2 separate regions of the Hordeum vulgare genome follow, and region 2 is linked to region 1. A link is a contact called in public Hi-C data. All regions are on one chromosome and are shown on one strand. The core of a region is the stretch at or near the end of the contact, and the rest is flanking DNA. Distances in the headings are between cores, read along the strand shown. Region 1 holds the start of LOC123443699. Region 2 holds the start of LOC123443700 (zinc protease PQQL-like).

Evidence for each region. Hi-C and Micro-C count contacts between places; a contact is called where the count stands out from the background.
Region 2: a Hi-C map of seedling shows a contact between it and region 1, with 6 times the contacts expected there. The contact joins the promoter of LOC123443700 here to the promoter of LOC123443699 in region 1. A contact is called at or near these places in 3 of 6 Hi-C or Micro-C datasets (leaf and seedling).

The regions. Positions count from the first base shown.
Region 1 is chr3H:305,199,046-305,203,189 of MorexV3_pseudomolecules_assembly, forward strand. LOC123443699 reads right to left here and starts at 1,693. Exons shown (of 7, transcript XM_045120198.1): 1 at 1,180-1,693; 2 at 1,007-1,092. The coding sequence starts at 1,491.
Region 2 is chr3H:305,568,275-305,572,548 of MorexV3_pseudomolecules_assembly, forward strand. It overlaps LOC123443700 (zinc protease PQQL-like), which reads left to right and starts at 2,700. Exons shown (of 21, transcript XM_045120199.1): 1 at 2,700-2,979; 2 at 3,093-3,339; 3 at 3,421-3,546; 4 at 3,778-3,915; 5 at 4,003-4,140; 6 at 4,242-4,274. The coding sequence starts at 2,738.

The sequences.
Region 1 (4,144 bases), core at 443-2,942:
GTGGTAGATGTGCATGTTTTTCTTAAAACAGCCAACGGTTGGATCTCCACCTGAAAATGATCTCATTTTAAAAAGAGATTAATCCAATTTATAAGAGAAACTGGATTGAAAACCTAACAGATCGACGGTGAGTGTGCATGGTGAAGCAATCCAGATGTGGACTCGGCTCCGTGATGGCCTTCGGTGTGGACTCGGTCGCTCCTTGCCCTTCGCTGCGCCAATAGCCTCGAGGCTTCAGGATTTGGTCTGGTAGATTGGAGCTCTTTGTATACAGCTGTGGTGTTCCTATGCAACCTTTAAGGACAATGGAGAGGATAGGCCTCCGTTTCCTTCTTTTTGGCGCTTGCCGTCTCAGTCTCGCTTGCCGTCTCAGTCTCGGTGTAGTTCTTCTTAAAAGTAGGCAAATATTTGTAATTTTCATCGATTAAGAAGAAGAGAGTTGTCTGGTTAATTAGAGGAAAATCGGACGAAAACCTAGATTACAAACCACACACAGGCACCGTTGGACAACCTGGCCACTCACAAGATCACGACACAATCGGATCATCGGCATCATCCATCACACATGATCTTTTAGGCTTGTGATTGCCTGTTGTAGTCATTTATCTTGTATTCTTCACTTCTCTTAACGGAAAGGAAGCAAAAGAACTCATATTTCTCGAGAAACAACCTATGGTTGGATGGTTAGGACTTAGGAGGGCAGTGATACCTTGAGCCCACCAGGTATAAAACCCTAGGTTTGACGCTTTGGTGTCTCATAAAGGCGGAATATTCTTTCAGTGAAAGGCGATGTTCCCGTAGAGAGATAGGCGGTTGTGGTGGAAAGAACTCGTGTTTCTTCGATGAAGTTTACCCTCTTTTTGGGCCGGCAAGAATAATGAGATACAACTCAGAATAGTGCTCTTTACTATATATAAATATAAAGAGTAGGCGTAGTTGAAAGTCAGAAATTACTTATTGCTGCTGTCTTTCGTCCAAAAAAAGAGAGTATGGAAGACATGATTACTTGTTGAAAACGACATTCATGGGATTGGGCGAGCCGGTCTTGGCCTGCACGATCTTGTGCCGCTTCTTCTTTATCCTCTCCTCCATCTACCCAATCAAAGAAACAGACCCATCATTAGAAGGAGGACAAGCCAAAGAAGAAGGGGTGGAGAGGAGAAAAGAATCAGTGCTCACACGGGACTGGGCTTTCTTGGGATCGTCGAAGTAGTCCCCCATAATGTCCGCGATCTCGGGGTCGTGGTCGTGGTCATCCTCTGTGTGCTGCCCCCGCCTCGGGAGCCCCTCCTCCTGGAGTTCCTTCCACTCCTGCTCCTCCTCTTCTGTAGCCGTTGCGTGTACCGTTTCCCCTGCGCTTCGGCGGGCGACGAGGCGGGAGGAGGGCCTGAGCCCAGGGAGGATCCGTGTTCGCGGAGTCGCTGTCGCGGTTGGGAGCGGTAGCGGTAGCGCGGAGACGGTGAGGTAGCCGCCGAGGAGGGTGGGGAGCATCCTGGTGCGGCCGGGCTTATTTGCTGGCTGCTGATACCCTGCTGGTGGTGCTGAGGAGATTGAGAGGCGCGTGTTCCGACCTCTAGGCCAGCCGCGCCGCCGGGATGAACGGGGCGGCACGTCGGAGGTTGAGGAACCAAGACTGGGACTCGGGAGGGAGCGTAGCAGTGTATAGTGGATGAGGAAACGAAGAAGAGAGACGGGGCCAATACGGGATGCGACCTAGGGAAGCCGGCGGGCCGATCTACACCAAAGCTAGCCAAACGGACCGGGCTAATCAGGCCAGCCCGCGAGCATGCGGCACTGTCTGTCATGGACCAGGCACGGCACAGGTTAAACAAGGAGCTCCTACCTGCCGATCACTGCGGCAGGCAGCCCTGCGCCGCACAGGGGAAGCCCCGACTGGGCCGGCCCAGTTTTGTTTCTATTTTTCTGTTATTTTTTTCCTTCTCTGTCTTATTTTCTTTTTTTGGTTCGTTTATTCTTCCATTTTTTGTACTTGAACATAAAAAAAGATTAGAACTTTAATATTTTTTTAAAAAATCGTGAACAATTTTCTAAAGCACAAACATTTTTTAAATCATGAGAAACAAAATTCAAAAAAAAACAATTTTTAAAAACCCAGAACAAATTTGAAAACATGAACGAAATTTTCAACCACGAGCATTTTTAAAATTTTGAGAACAAATTTTGAAACCAAGAACAATTTTCAAAAAAGTGAACAAATTTGGAAGCATGAACAATTTTTTTAAAAACGAACATTTTTTTAATCTTGAGAACAAAATTTAGAAAAGGTTTGAGAAACCCCGAACAAATTTGAAAGCACGGACAAAGTTTTAAAGCACGAACAGTTTTTGAATTTTGAAACTGAGTACAGTTCTTTTTTTAAAAGTGAAAAAAATTTGGAAGGGTGATTTTTTCTAAAGCACGAATATTTTTTGAATCTTGAGAACAAAAATATGAAAAGGAGAACAATTTTGAAAAAGCCCGAACAAATGTGAAAGCGTGAAAAAAATTCAAAATTTTAGAGCTTTTTTTGCTTTTTGATAACAATTTTTGAAAGCGAGAACAATTTAATAAAACATGAACAAATTAGGAAGCGCAAACACTTTTTTAGATACACGAATATTTCTTGAATCTTCGGAAGAAATTTTTCAAAACAAGAACTTTTTTTAAAACCCTAGAAAAATTTGAAAGAGCGGATAACTTTTAAAGAACAAATAATTTTTGAATTTTGGGAACAAATTTTGAAACCGAGATCAATTTTAGAAAAACGAGAACGAATTTGGAAGCGCGATTTTTTAAAAATCCACAAAAAAAATTGGAAAACAAAAATAATTTCTTAGTCTATAAATAAATTTGAAAAGGGGAATATTTTTGTTGTAAGAAAGAACATTTATTGAAATTTTTGAAATTCTTTTGAGACGGGAACATTTTTTGAACTAATGTACACTTTTTAAAACATGAACATTTTTAACTTACCTACATTTTCTGAAACGGCAACTATTTTAAGAAAATTAAGAATAATTTTTAAACTTCCTGAACATTTTAAAATCATGAATAATTTTAGAATTGCAAACAAAATTTGAATAAGTTTTCAATTTGTGAACTAATTTTCAAAAAAGAGAAACATTTTTCATAAAATAGGAACATTTTGTATTAAAATGTGAAAAGAAGAACATTTTTTTTTAAATTGCGAACAATTTATGAAAAAGGGAACATTTTTTGAAAAATCAGGCAGTTTTTCAAATACAAGAACAATTTTTGAAACACAAACATTTTTCAAAAGATGAACATTTTGGAAGAAGGAACATTTTTTGAAGCACGGACATTTAAATATAAACTGTGAATACGAGAACATTTTTTGAAATTTAAAATGAAAATTATAAAATGTCAAATAGAAAAATAGAAAAAGGAAGAAGGAACAAAAGTGAAGGAAAGAATTAAATAGGAAACGATAATAGTTTTTTGGAAAAAAGAACATTTTCTCAAGAAAAAAAAACTTTCTAAAAATGGCTAACATTTTTTGAAAATGTCGGACATTTTTCTAAAATCCCGAACATTTTTGGAAGTTAGGAAGGTTTTTGAAAAACGGAAAATATTTGAAGTTTGGAACATTTTGTGAATTTTAAGAAAAAAATTAAAACATAAACATAGGATAAAAAATAACCATAAAAATGAAGAAAAACAAAAAAAAGGAAAAAAAGATGCAAACGAAAGATAAAAAAAGACAAAACAAATGATGCAGAAACAAGAACTGGCTGCAGAGTGAGATGGGCCGGCCCAGTTTGTGGCGCCCCTTGCGTTTGCCCAGCATCAAATAGTGTTTTCCGGTTAAACAGGGGAAATGCTATTCGCCGTACGTTGCGGCAAATTGTTAGGGGTTCGTACACAAAAAGAGCGGGTCAGGGATGATCTCGGCCAGCCCATTACGGTTGCGGGGATTCCAGTTTCGGAAACTTTCTAGAATTTTGCAGTCAGTTTTTTCGGGTTTTCAAAACTTTCTAGAAGATTCCCTGAATCTGTTTTTCTTCATTTTCGTATTATATTTTTCCGTTTTATTTTTTCTTTTTTCTTTTTTCTTTTCAGTTTCTTTTTTCTGTTTCAGTCTTAAAAGTATTTTGGATTTTCAAAAAATGTTCCGGAATTTTTT
Region 2 (4,274 bases), core at 1,450-3,949, 370 kb after region 1:
ATCAAGTGTTGACGGAAGAGCATGATGCTCTCTCTTCAACATTCGATGATATATCCACTTGTTATGATTATATTTTAATTGATTTCAAGAATATGTTAGATGTTCTCCTGAACAAGAATGAAGAACTCTAATCATTGAAGGTTTCTTACAATGAGAGATTGAAGGAAAAAGCTTCTCTCGTCGTTGAAGAAACTGAAAACCTTCCTGGTAACTTCGTACTACCATGTCTAAAATGCCTCGAGTGCAACAACAATTATTCCACGACCAAAACATCTGTTGTTGTTGCAACCGACAAAATTGCATCTACGATAAATGTTGAAACTAACCCCTCCTCCGAGGAATTTTTGGCCATCTGTGATGAAAATCTCAGGTTGAAAAGCTCATTGGAGACTGGAATACTGAAAGGGCCTCAAATGGCACCAAATATTTTGTGATGTGCTCAAGAAGTCAATACTTCACAAGAATCCCAGAAAGGAAGGTTTGGGGTTCAAGAGAAAACTAAAAGCAGATAGAATTTACTGGACCCCCGAACAATATACCCAAATCAGTTGGGTTCTTTCTAAAAGCAAGACTCTTGAACTTGCATCATGGTCTCGCTATGAAAGTCACATTCCTGTTGATGTTGATGAGCCTTTTTGACTTGAACTACAAGTTATTCGAACAACATAATGGTAAATTTTTTGCTCGGTACATTGGTACTATTTGCATGACAAGCTCACCCAAGAAGAAGATTTGGGTGGAAATATCTCGCATTGAATATCTTCATGTTATTACAAATCTAACCATGCAGCTCAATTCTTTTCGTGGAAATGAATATCGTCACATCATGGATCTGCACATCCCACAAAAGAAATCAGGTTGAATGAATATAAGAGGGAGTACATGTGTACCACCTCCAATCACTATGTCCATGTATCGGGAAATAACTTCAATGCATATTCACATGATTACTCGCATACTTCACAAGTGCACAATAGAAGTAATCAAAGAGAAACATCTCCTACTGGACCGAATCAAATTAGGTCTCCTCCACCCACCAGAACGTGGGTGGTGAAAGCTAAGTAGTCTTTCTTAAATGTTGTCATGGAGCTACTCATTTCTTATCTTCTACCCCGAGATAAAATTGTTGGTGCATGAACTTGTCTGTCCAACCTTTGTGTTTTATCTACCGAGTTGTCTATTTTCTAAACGATTCTATTCGCTCATGCCTTTCCATTTTTTTCATTTGAAGGATTTGGCGTTTCGTCCGATGAACAATTCAGTCGAAGTTATTTGGATTTTGTTTCGTGTTCTAGTCGAGTGATTATGTTTTGGACCCTATTTCCCCTCTATTCTTTCTTGTCTAACTCTTTACTGTCCGTCATGTGTATGCAAATTGATTTGAACCACATTTTCCTCTACCATCCTTGGTCACGAATGAAATGCACTTTGAAACTTTTATCTGTTCTGGCAGAGGCCCCGTTGAACCTTTCAAAATCTCGCTCTCTTGCCGAGTATCGGGGGAAACAGTTGGCACGTGCCTCATGATCTCCACGTGTTGAATGTTGAGAGTCCAGTTTTTGTGGACCGTAGATCTCGCTTAAGCGGTTGGGTCTTTTCCTTATAAACCCCTCCCGTTGTCTTCTTCCTTTAGTTTCTCTTTTGTTTCACCCTCGTATTCTCTCCCCTAGTACACTCAGCACGAGCTCGAAGCAAGTCTGACGAGGAGCTTCACCGTGCAACTCCGGCCTAACCTCGACGCATTTGGACTCCTCACAAAGGTGGAGGGAGTAAGAAAATGAGAGGTGCGGCAAAAGCTTCCAAGCCACCCAAGGTTTCAAAGAAAAAAGGGAGTCCAAATCAAAATCAGCAGCCAAAGTATGTGCTGAAGAAGAAAAAGCCAATGGTTTTGGCATGAAAATGTGTGGAAAAAGTATCAAATTCTGTTCGCATTTTATCTCAAGACTTGCATGTAATTTAGAGACGACAATAAAAACATGTCTACAATGGGTTATCTCTTAACATCCTCTACAATAACTGAAGGGACTATTGATTTTATGCCCCTGGTTGGGACACACTCGGCAAGTTTAAAAAAACACTCGTTCCAGCCCAAACCATTTGCTTCTCTTATGATTTTGTCCTTTCACTATCACTTTGTAAACTTCACAAAAAAATCATAGTAACTCAGAAAAACTCAAATAAGATATCAAAATATTTAGAAAAACATCACCTATATGTGCATGCCGTTCTTGACAAAAATGTTGGAAAGTCCTCATCGTAGATGATAGCTCAAACTCATATGGGGACTTTCTAGCATTTTTGTCATAAATGCGAATGACATGCACATATAGATGACGTTTCTTTGAACATTTTGACATCTTATTTGAATTTTTCCAAATTAGTATGATTTTTTATGAAGTTTTTAAAATGATGGTCAAATGGTTAAAGGACAAAAGCATAAGAGGAGCTAAGCGACTTGGGCAGAATCAGAATATTAAGAAATTAGGGATGATCTCTTAAATAAGAGAAGATAGACCTTTTCTTTCGAATTTTCTTCCCTCACACTTCTGAAATAACATCATTATTATACGTGCTGTGCAAACCCCTTATCGTGTCAAAAAAATATTCTGACGTCACCGCACGGCGTACGGCCAGTCTGCCACGTATCTCATTGCACGCGCATCCCTAGCCCGACGTACCCGTCCCATCCGATCCCTGCTCCCTCCCTCGCTTTCGCTGCGCAGTACCAGGAGCAGCCATGGATCTGCTACCGCCGGCGTCGGAGGCGCCGGCCGGTGGCGGCGCGGTTGGTGGGCGAGGGCTGCGACGCGGGGTCGGGTTCCGGTCGCTGAAGCTGGTGAACGTGTCCATGGAAGAGGCCCTCCCGGCCGAGCCCGTCGGCGTCGCCTACGGCCGCCTCGCCAACGGACTCACCTACTACGTCCGCTCCAATCCCAAGCCCCGCATGCGCGCAGCCCTCTCCCTCGCCGTCAAGGTCGGGTCAGTACTCACTCTCTAGCGTGCATCCCTTTGCTCGACCTGCTCTTCGGTCCCTTAGTTCGTTTATTTTGGTCGTATATCTGTATGTGGCTGGATTTGATTCGCGCGTGCAGGTCGGTGGCGGAGGAGGAGGACGAGCGCGGGGTGGCGCATATCGTCGAGCACCTTGCCTTCAGCGCCACGTCACGCTACACCAACCATGACATCGTTAAATTCCTGGAGAGCATTGGCGCAGAGTTTGGCGCCTGCCAGAACGCTCTCACCTCCTCTGACGAAACCATCTATGAGCTGCTCGTGCCTGTGGACAAGCCCGGACTGCTCTCCCAGGCAATCTCCATCCTCGCCGAGTTCAGCTCCGAGGTAATAATGGGGTTTCGGCCTTCCATCCACTGCCATTTACTCATGTGTAGTTTGCTGATGCTGGTAAATGTTGGCGAGAAGGTTCGGGTTTCAGCGGAGGATCTGGAGAAAGAAAGGGGTGCTGTGCTGGAGGAGTACAGGGGCGGGCGCAACGCCACTGGGAGGATGCAGGACTCCCACTGGACATTGTTGTTTGAGGGTTCTAAGGTATTGCTCTCTGTCCTGCTATAAACGGAAAATCTACAATAATCACTTGTTCCATCACATCGATGTGCAAGAGCCGTCTGTGGGTGTCAGTTTAAGTAGTGACCTTCTTCTATGAAGGGCAGGGTGTGCTCTGTGGCGCATTGTGTTTTCCTAATGGGATTCAATGATACTGTATTTACAACTATAGGTATTTGTAAAAAAGGTATGCTTTGTTAATGTCCTTCTGTTCAGTATGCAGAACGTTTGCCGATAGGTACAGAGAAGGTGATACGGACCGTTACACATGAGACAGTTAGAAATTTTTATCATAAGTGGTACAATCTAAGCAATATGGCTGTCTTTGCAGTGGGTGACTTCCCAGATACACAGGTCTGTATTTGCTCCCATTGGCATAATTGAAATCCATTTATCCATAATATTATCGCCATTTTGTGTGTAACTCTTGACTTACTACAGGCTGTTGTTGAGTTAATAAAGGAGCATTTTGGCCAGAAAGCGCCAGCTTCCTTCCCTCCACAGGTTATACCGGAGTTTCCAGTTCCATCGCATATTGAACCTCGATTTTCATGCTTTGTGGAATCCGAAGCTGCAGGGGTCAGTATTTTATAATCAGGGATATATTTTGTATCTAACTGTGAATGTTTCTAATAAGACACCTTTTATCTGTTTTCTTGTTTCTCTTGTACCCAAAACAGTCAGCTGTTGTTATTAGCTGTAAGATGCCTGCT